2 separate regions of the Dromaius novaehollandiae genome follow, and region 1 is linked to region 2. The links are chromatin contacts, called in public Hi-C maps. All regions are on one chromosome and are shown on one strand. The core of a region is the stretch at or near the end of the contact, and the rest is flanking DNA. Distances in the headings are between cores, read along the strand shown. Region 1 has its middle 52 kb from the start of CD101. Region 2 holds the start of GPA33 (glycoprotein A33).

Evidence for each region. A called contact is a pair of places that touch in the nucleus more often than the background predicts.
Region 1: a Hi-C map of liver shows a contact between it and region 2, with 8 times the contacts expected there. The contact joins the enhancer-like site here to the promoter of GPA33 in region 2. A contact is called at or near these places in 2 of 4 Hi-C or Micro-C datasets (brain and liver).

What each region holds. Positions count from the first base shown.
Region 1 is chr1:103,205,819-103,210,643 of bDroNov1.hap1, reverse strand. No RefSeq gene overlaps it. Among named protein-coding and RNA genes, the nearest start is that of CD101, 52 kb to the right of the region's middle. Within about 2 kb of position 1,988, at least 2 of the 2 cell types and tissues checked have open chromatin away from gene starts, as enhancers often do.
Region 2 is chr1:102,816,213-102,821,389 of bDroNov1.hap1, reverse strand. It overlaps GPA33 (glycoprotein A33), which reads right to left and starts at 2,885. Exons shown (of 7, transcript XM_026093353.2): 1 at 2,720-2,885. The coding sequence starts at 2,768.

The sequences.
Region 1 (4,825 bases), core at 739-3,238, 390 kb before region 2:
CATGCGAGTGCGAGAAGGCACTTTGTTCCCCGCTGGCCTCTGGAAACCGGATCTCCTAAGTGAGACGACTACAGACTCAATACCACACAGCAAATTGAGGGTGCTTGTTGCACACAATGTAATAATTGTATCTTGGTCTAAATGAACTCTGAGATCACTCCAGGATGTAGTTATTATTACGGTTAACAGGAAGCTAACGCGAGTTACGGCTCTGAAATGTACTCTTTCCTTGTTTCCTGATTGGATACCATAACTCTCTCACTCCAAACAGTGATTGCTTTCCACAGTCTCCATCCATTTCCCTGCAACAAATACAGTTGCCTTGTGTTTGACTCCTTCCTCATTGCATTGATCCAGCTCACATTTCTCTCCCTCCATCCCACAGGCAGCTATAGCCTCCAAAATGTGAAATCCAGGCCAAAAATCATAGCAGTAAATTTTCACCAGGCAAACATACATCTCGGATGCTGTCATACAAACAGGGAACATCACATCAGTGTGGGTGTATGCCGCTGGTCAAAACCCATTTACAAGCCAATAATTGCTTACATCCAAGGAACCAGTCCAGAACAGTTTTTCCAAAATAATTTCCTTGCTCTGGTATTTAAAATGATACTGCTGTAAGATTGCTTATTACGGACTATCAACAGAGGCCAGAGATTGGCCTACTCTACAATTATTCCCCAGCAACAACTAAGTCCATATGAGCATCCCCACTTACCGAAGAGGAGAGCAGATCCCCAGGTAGCTCAGTGGCTTTCTGGAGGACACAGAGAGAGTTTGTGCTAGAAATCCTGGCCCTCGTTTCACCCAACTGCAAAGCCTCACTTGTTACTTGTGAACGTTCACTTTAAACACAGCATCTCTCTTAAAGAAGAGAGAGTTAAAGATTTCAGAAATCAACCCAAAATGCATTTCATGCTTCAGCTGAAATTCTCCTTCAAGACACATACTGACCCCAGCTTCACCTTAAACAATGTATTCATTTCCATAAACGTTGCTGTTCATCTCAGAGGTGCAGGTAGCTGTCTGAAGAGCACTCACCTGGCTTTGCTCTGTTAGGGAGCACCACCAGTGTGGCCTGACATGAGCTTTGGAGGTGGATGGGCTTTTCAGCTCATTGAGGTACCTGCCCTACCTCTTGAAGGTGCAGGTGGAGCTCATGAGAGGCTCAGTGCCATGGGAAGGAAACCCATGGCACTCCACCACAGCGAGAGGGCAGCTGAGGCCACGGACACCCCCTCTGCACTCCTGCACAGCTGGAAAAGGGGAAGGTGAGGGGGACCCTGCCCAACCTGTGATCGACCTGCTTCACACTACCGCAGGAGTCTGCTGTGCCCAGACCCTGCTCCCGCACACTCACCTGCCGAGGGTTAGAAAGCCAGTGGGGAGCAGGGATTTTCAGACAATAAAAGCCTTCTCATCTCTCCACTAGCAACCTGTCCCAGGCACTCATCCTAGGGGCACCCGCTGGCACAGCACGTATTTCTCCAGCTTCAGATACAGTAGGTGTCCACGTGGGTCCTCTCATCGCCGATTTCAGCCAGGAAACACCATCCATGTTCATGCCCTCGTTGCTAGTTTTGGGGTTTTTTTTTTTTGTGGTTTATGGGTACTGTGACCGCCTCACAGCAGAGAGCAGTGCCCACAGCCACAACAGCTTGGTGGGGGAGAAAATGGTCCCTGGGGGGGGTCTCAGCCATTGCCTGCCACTCAAGGCTGGGGACGTGCTGGGAGTCAGCCCTCTCTCTTCAGCCTGCACCCTCAAGGCTGTGCTAAGGCGTGACTGGATTGACAGGCTCCACTTTTTCTGACTGCCTGAGCCTCCTTAAGTGAGTGAGAAGCAACAAAGCAAAGTTAAGAAGCCAGGAAGAAAAACGAGAGAAGCTGGCAGGCTGCACTCAGCCCCACAGCCCAGGCACCCGTGGGCTGCACCCAGCAGCCCGTCACAGCATTGCCTTGCCTGCACAGGCAGCAAGGTGCCGCCATCGGACCACGCAGGCTGCTTGGTTGTGAAGCACTGCTGATCCCTAAGCAAAAGCACCTGTGCTTTCTTGTGCTTCTACAGAGCAGAAATTATGGCATAACTAAAAGCCAAACAAACACCCTGGAGGGGTGTGAAGCTCAGTGGTCAGCGCTCCAGGTGCCCAGCAGAGCCACCGGGCTGCCACTGGCCCCTGGAGCGTGTGAAACTCGCGCAAGCCTTGCCACTGACAGTGCCTCAACGCCCTCTCTTGGCAGCTGCATTGGCGTTTCCACAGTTTTAGCATCTCTGATTTTAGGAACCAGAAGCTCCTCCTGCTCTCATTGCAGGGGAGTGGGAGTTCGTGGTTCCCGGGAGCTGGGACCAGGAGGGACCGCAGACAACCAGCAACGCAAATACGCAGAGAGCCAGAATGAGGAAAGATGTGAGAGCCTTTTCTGACGGCTGATGGTTAAGTATTAGTAACAAAGAGAAGAGGATGGGGACCTGTATTTTCCATGGTTTGTGTGTGGGACAGGACATTTATGCTCATACAAAGCGAGGGGAATTAGACACCCGCTGGCAAAGGCATTCTGCAGCAAGTGGAAGATAGCCAAGGAGTGAGCCCTAGCATCCGGCTAGAGAGCATCTGAGGGCAATGTCAAGAAACAAGGAAGACTTTTTTTCTAGCTGAAGTCAAGAAAGAGTTTTACAAGCTGCTTCCCCGGTAAAGCAAAGTCGGGCACTGTGACACAGGCTGACGTTTATCCCACTGGAGTGGTCTTCAGCCTGCTGCAATGAAAACACCAGGCTGTCCATGCAACGCTTGCTATGGTTCAGACACGAACTGCCAGTCATCTGAGGAGGAACTTCACAGCGGTTCTCTGATGTCTGGGTTTTTCCATAGATTTACCTGAGTGGTTCTCAGCAGGAGCTGCCCCCAGACTTGCAAGGGATACAGCAATTTAGATGCAGCTTGGGTCATCAGCTCCCTCTGCACGAATGAGCCTGTTTATGAGAAAGCAGGTACCCAACCCTATTTTGCCTTCCAACCAAGTTAATTAGGCAATGCTTAGGGGATCAAATAATTTGCATCAATGTGAATACATTTTCCCTCTGTCTGACTGCTTGAGATAGATACCATTAGCTGATTTGCCTACTGAGGTAGAAAGTAACCATCCAGCGATGGCTGGAAAAGCCCAAATGTTAAGTGAGGCTGAGAGCGAAGCATGAAGAAAAGGCCACATGTTGGCAAATGAGGACTTTGGCAGTGGGGAAAGTCATCTCTGGGCGTATTTCATGCACCTCGTGGATTTATTGTAAGGCTTAGTTCATTCATAAAGGGCTCTAGGAAGTTCAGATGCTAGGCAGGTGCAGGGTGATGGTTTTAAGGTCATGGTACTGATACTGCAACCACTACGAACTGCAGTACAAGCTGCAGCAAGCTTCCCTGGTGGGCAGGGAGAGGAAAATATCTGTCTTATTTAGATCAAAGTGCTACCAATGGGCTTGGACGACGTAGGAAGAGGAATGGTGCTAAGCATCTCTACTTCAGGAATCTTCTTAATCTGTTTATTTTGGGTACAAATCAGAGTAGATACATTATTTTGACAACAGGGATGTGGTTGCATATAAAATGGGCCTGTGAAAATTGATTTCTAAGCTCACAGTTAGGGGGATAACAAAGAATAATTTCAGGTTGTCCAGAGATGCAGGTTTTCCAGTTTTCTTGTTAATACCAACCATGGAAAAAAATAAATCCTGTGGGTTGGCTAAAACCTTTTTTTTGACACAAAAATTTGGTGCCATTTTCTTCATTTTTCAGGGCTTGTGTTTTGCTTTGTGCTTTTAAAAATATCATGCTTCACAATGGAACATTATTTCAAAATGAAAAAGTGAAATGTTTTGCCTAGAAACTGTGGAACTGAAAGATTTAGATTGAAAAGGAAAAAAAAACCAGTCCATTATTTAAGCCAAAACTATTTGTCAAACTTGGCATGCATTTACAAATGCATTCAGTTGCCCTGAAAATTGAGGAAAATTGAATTTTTTTTCCTGCCGATAGCTATTTGCAGGGAGGGGAGGGTGAAATAGCCCATTCCTGCTCTGGAGTTCATTTGTTCCTGAAGCTCCATAACTCAGCTGGGGTCAGAAGTGTTCGTCTTCCCTGTTATGGGCTGTGGAAATGATGAGGCTGGACAACTGCCCTGAAGGTGAGGGGTGGCAGGTGGCAGAGGTGCATCACATCGATGTGGTTCCTTGCAATGGCATGGAGGGCAGCTATAGCCCTGTAACCTCTTCCAGGACAATATGAGATTTGGGATTGCACATGGAGAATGAGCAGGAGGGTTTCTGCGTGCCACAGTTCCCTGGAAATGCCCTTTCGTCACCAGGGAAGCAAACTGACAGTTTGCCCGCATGTTGTGCGTGTGCCCCGTGCCCTTGTACAGCACTTGAACAACATGCTGCTAACTCTCAGCAGTGAGATAAACATTATCCTCTCTTCAGAGGTGGGAGAACAAAGAAACTGGGTGTCCCTCCTGAGGCCATGGAGGAAATTTGTGTTAGGGCCAGGATTAACACCCTGGCGAGCCTCCTTGCCTTTCTTAGTGCCAGAGCCCCATGCCAGCCTGCTCCACAGATAGCAACCAAAAGCGTGCTGTTTACAAGCAGGCTGTCTCATCAGGGCTCCCCTCAGCACAGCCTGGCCTGGGAAGGCAACACGGGCCCTTTGTGTTGTGCCGTTGCACCAGTCAGTGTGGCTTTTATTAGAAGAAACAGCATCGAGGTGTGAAACCTGCTGTGGGATGTGGCAAGGCAATCCTCGTAACCCAATATCCCAAGCCAGCAGCAGGCAGACAT
Region 2 (5,177 bases), core at 1,636-4,135:
TCATGGATTAATTCATTCATAGCTGCTGACAGCTATTAGAAGGAAAACAGCAGGGCAAAGTATTTCTAGCGTTATTTTATTGCAGCCACTCCCAGGTTTTTCTCTGCTCTGGAACACCTAGTGCAAGGGCCATGTTTGCATAGCGCTAGGCTCTTTCTGACTGCATTTTTAATTATTCCCTCTGTATAGGAGACACCTGTAAAATCTTTCTTGTTGCCTATTGCAATTGGATAGAGACACTCTTCTGCATTTAGGGGAAAATGACCACAGTCTATACTAGGAAATGGAGCAAAACCAATTTTGTGATGCTTTCATCACTAAGAAACTGGTTCTACCGGGCCAGCATTCATTGACACGTCATTCACTCAGCCCTGAGGGAGAGAAGAAACTGCCCAACCCAAAGACCTCCTTCACATATATTTTTCCTTCTTCCAACTGGATGGCTGAAATCCTACAATAAATGAGATTTGTTTTGGGGGGAGGTTTTTGTTTTTTCAAACATATCTTCAGTGTGGAGTCACAAAACTGTTAAACCAAAGAGCATGTGCTAGAGGAACACAGTCCATAATTAGCAAGGTTGTTAATTCATCTGTTGGTCTCATCTTAAAGGCTGACTTCTGACGCCCTCCCATTTTTCCCCCATTACTTCTCCTCTTGGCTCACATGAAAGCTGTGTTGTTTGATTCCGGGAAACCACTCACTCTTCCTGATCTCTTTACTTCCCTCTTCTCACCGCACTTTTCACAAGGACACCAACTGTTTCAAAGGTGGTGGTCAATTCAGTAGCATATCATTTTTTTACTATCATTAGGCATTACAAATCTTGCTTTGTCAGGTAGAACGGCCAGCTATTTATAGGTAGCATACCTAAAAACTGAGGTTTGTTTTTCAGGGTTTGGGGTGTTTTTTTTTGAAATGACACAATCTATTCAAAGCACAGCTGAAGGGACAGGAGGGTTAATTCTAAAAACATTTCAAAATAGGTAAGTTGAATAGCCTATATATTAGTAGGGGGATGGCATCATCTAGATTCAGGCCTTAAAATTACCGCTTTTGTTACTAATTAGTATTTCTATAGCATTTTTAAAAGAAATTTGAGAAAGGTTTTCTCTCCCTTTGCTCAACGTATACCTTTGTACTAGTACAAAGGAGAAAAAAAAAGAAGGAAGAAAATATAAATGACTCGTTTACTTTCACATCCGCTTATGGAGTAAATGCTAATAAATGGTATCAAAACACAGTGAAAAAATTACAGAGGATTATTTGCTTACTGAAAAAAATCTGAGATTCTGATCAAGCAAAACTATTAACACTGTTTCATCTTAGTTGTTTTGGCAAGTGAGAAAAGCAGGAAAAGTTGAAATGTGTTGTTTTAAGAGGAACTTTTAAAAGGAAATGCTTTGACTTTAGTTTCTTAATACTTCAGAAATTATCTGTAGCTTAATTCAGAAGTGGGAGAGGGAAAACCTCTTAAATGTGAAATTAAATTCTTTAGCATTAAAATGAAATACTCTAATTCAAAGTGACTGTTCGGGGCTTTTCATTCAGCAAGAAGGACAAAGCATCAGTTATTCACACAATTGCAGTGAAAAGTTCAGCAGGAGAAGTCAGCCTGTGCTGAGATCTTGACAATTTGTTCAAGATAACTCTAGCATCCCCACTGCAGTGTGCTGTGCAGCTTCTCCATTCTGATGCAGTGCAGAAACTTCCTGTACCTTCTTCAGCAATTTTTCACAGGCCAGTGTTTTAACACTGGATTATTATCACTTGAGCCCTCCCACACCGTAAGGAAGAGCTTCACAAAACAGATAGATCTGTGCTCTGAAAAGTTTACAAATCTGTAATTTACATAGCACCAAATGTGAGAATAACGAAAAAGTAGAATGAATACCAATAGGGCTACACAATTTATATTCTGATCATCAATTCATGACCCAAGTCATGTTTGTTATATAGGGAGCATGTTCATTTTTTCTAATTACATTAAATTTTGTGAATTTTCTTCTTACAGGTCTTAGTGTTAAGGTGACGTTTTCAGGATCTTTTGTAAAAAGATGAACGATTTCCATATGAGTAGCTTTGTTTAAAGTCTAGAAGGTATAGGTACATTTGTGTGAGAAGGCAACAGACAGGTCAAAAAGCAGTGGAGGTGAGATTGTAGGCCCTGCAAGGCAGGATGGGAATGGCAGATCAGAGAGGGGATTCTGTGATGAAGGCCAAGGGCAAGCTGTCTGATTTATATGTGTTGGTAGGGATTAGTCTGCATCTGCTTGCCATGCATAATCTGTAGAGATGACAAATCATATAAGAGTACATATTAACAGTAGGATATAAACTTGTGAAGATATATGCTACATGCAGATTTATGTATAAAGTAGTAAACTCCAAAGACTTCTCCACTTCCAGTTGTAGAAATTTCTTCTTCAGACACAAAGGTTGTGTTTAATAGACACCATTAAAACAACTTTTTTTAAAACATTTTCCAGCGTCATGAAGAATAACATTCTTTCCCTGTTCCTGAAATTGTCTTGTGGCTTTAGGAGATGCCTGTGAGTCTGGACATTCAGCATAGAAATGATAAACACATCTGCCTGATCATAAACATGCAGGAACTTTTACTAAACAAAAAAGAAACACACAAATTCCATTGGGTATTCTGACTTGATAGTGCTTTTTTCTTCTACCCAGCCCTTGAGGACATAACCAAGTTAGTACTCACCTGCACTGAAAATGAACAGCTGAAGTCCTTTCATTCTCCTCCTCATCATCTCTCCTTTGTTTCACCAGGAGGTATTCTTCCTTATGATTTCTAGGTAGTTAGATAAGTAATTGACTTTAGTTAAAAGCCTGCCTCACAGTTGCATCTCAGGGTCACTTCCTCAGTCTACTTTAATGTGCTTCTTCACCCTCTGCCACTCCCCCTCTGGCCAGAATGACAAGCCAAATCACCAGTAGGCTTTGAAATCGCTTGCTGTTCTCTGCCTAAGGGGAGAGACGGCACTTATGAACTCACCCATCCTTCTCCAATTAAACTACGTTTCCCGGTTTCTCCCAGCACACAGGTGTGTAAAGCAAGAGAAGAAGTAATCCAAAGGGCGAAGTGACTGGGAGTGTACATTAGAATGACTGAAATCATGCATGCGATGACATGTAACTAAGGGAAAATAAACCTCATTCATCTCAAATATTTATTAAGAGAGCCTAGGGCTAGACTTACACAGATACTGAAGTGTTTCACAATGCAGGGAGCTGCCTAGGTCCATGCTTTAAAGAACTGAGGTACCTAACCTCACCTATGTTAAATACCTGCAAGAATACCTAATACATGAGAATTTGGGGCCTAATGGGTTGTCTAAATCTTAAGTGAAATGAATCTCACGCAGGGTGTTCAAAGCTCTCATGCCTACTGTTTGACTGTTAAATGTGTGGTTTGTACAGCAGGCGCACATTTCAAAGGTACTTTCTCCCTTTCTCTTGAAAAAGGTTGTCAGATAAACTAATCAACAGCTTGTAGGATGCTAACTACATATCCATGGAGGCATGTATAGTGAAAGTCCAGCCAGTGCTCCCATATGGATGCACTTGGAAAAGTGGATGGGAACTTGTAAAGTACGAGTAACTTCTATATAATTGACTGAAGAATAAAAGGAGGACTCATGGCAGCTCAGGCAAATAGCTGACTTTATACTTGAGTGCAGCTGGCTTACCATGTCTTTTGAACTCTTCACTACCAATAGGCAGCAAGGGATGTCTCCACTGGGATAGTCACCTATGCTCCATTTCTTGTTATTTGAGAGACAGAGGCACATTTAGGGCATGAGTGATCATTTTAGGCATCTTAGAAAGGGGGTTCACGTCTTTAGGCATCATTTACAGATAAAATGTATCATACTCAAAATGCACTGATAGTATTGATTAAATCTGTATTGATTTTAAATGGAGGCTACCTCAAAAGTGTGTGTCTACAGTGTGGATGCCTGTGTTTAGTCCAGTGAAGTGGATCTGGATCTTGGTCCTGTGCTGACCCCATACTTGCCTTGTAAGCCTGCCAACAGCCATGCTAGGTTTCATCACACCTCCAAGGTAATGCAGCTTCTGAGTGATTGTATATCAAATCCCTCTGATAAAAAGCACAGTCTATACTTCTGTACTTGATAAAAAACATCAGTTTTCTTCAAACTGACCATTAGCACAAAGCAAATTAAAGCACATCAGAATACAGAAACTGTATTCTTTGACAATGAGGACAGCCCATTGATATTCTTTGACAATGAGGACAGCCCCACAGAATCACAGAATGGCTGAGGTTGGAAGGCACCTCTGGAGATCATCTAGTCCAACCCCCTGCTCAAGCAGGGTTAGCTAGAGCAGGCTGCTCAGGAACATGTCCAGATGGCTTTTGAATATCTCCAAAGATGGAAACTCTACAACCTCTCCAGGCAACCTGTTCCAGTGCTCAGTCACCCTCATAGGGAAAAAAAAGTTTTTTATTATATTCAGATGGAGTTTCCTGTGTTTCAGTTTGCACCCGTTGCCTCTCATCCTGTCACTGGGCACCACTGAGAAGAGTCTGGCCCCATCGTCTTTACACCTTCCCTTCCCTTCCCTTCCCTGATATTTATACACATAAATAAGATCCCCCCTCAGCCTTCTCTTTTCTAGGGTAAACGATCCCAGCTCTCTCAGGCTTCTCTCATATGAGAGATGCTCCAGTCCCTTCATCATCTTAGTAGCCCTTTGCTGGACTCACTCCAGTAGCTCCGTATCTCTCTCCTACTGTTGAGCCCAACACTCAGGGTGTGGCCTCATGAGGGCTGCGTAGAGGGGAAGGATCACATCCCTAGACCTGCTGGCAACACTCCTCCTAATGCACCCCAGGATACCATTGGCCTTCTTGGCCACAAGGGCACATTGCTGGCTCATTGTCAACTCGCTGTCCACCAGGACTCCCAGGTCCCTCTCCACAGGGCTATTTTCCAGCAGGTCAGTGCCCAGCCTCTACTGGTGCATGCACCAGTTATTCCTCCCAGGTGCAGGACCCTGCACTTGCCTTTGTTGAACTTCATGAGGTTCCTCTCTGCCCATTTCTCCAGCCTGTTGGGGTCCCTCTGAATGGCGGCACAGTCCTCTGATGTATCAGCCACTCCTCCTGGTTTTGTATCATCAATAAACTCGCT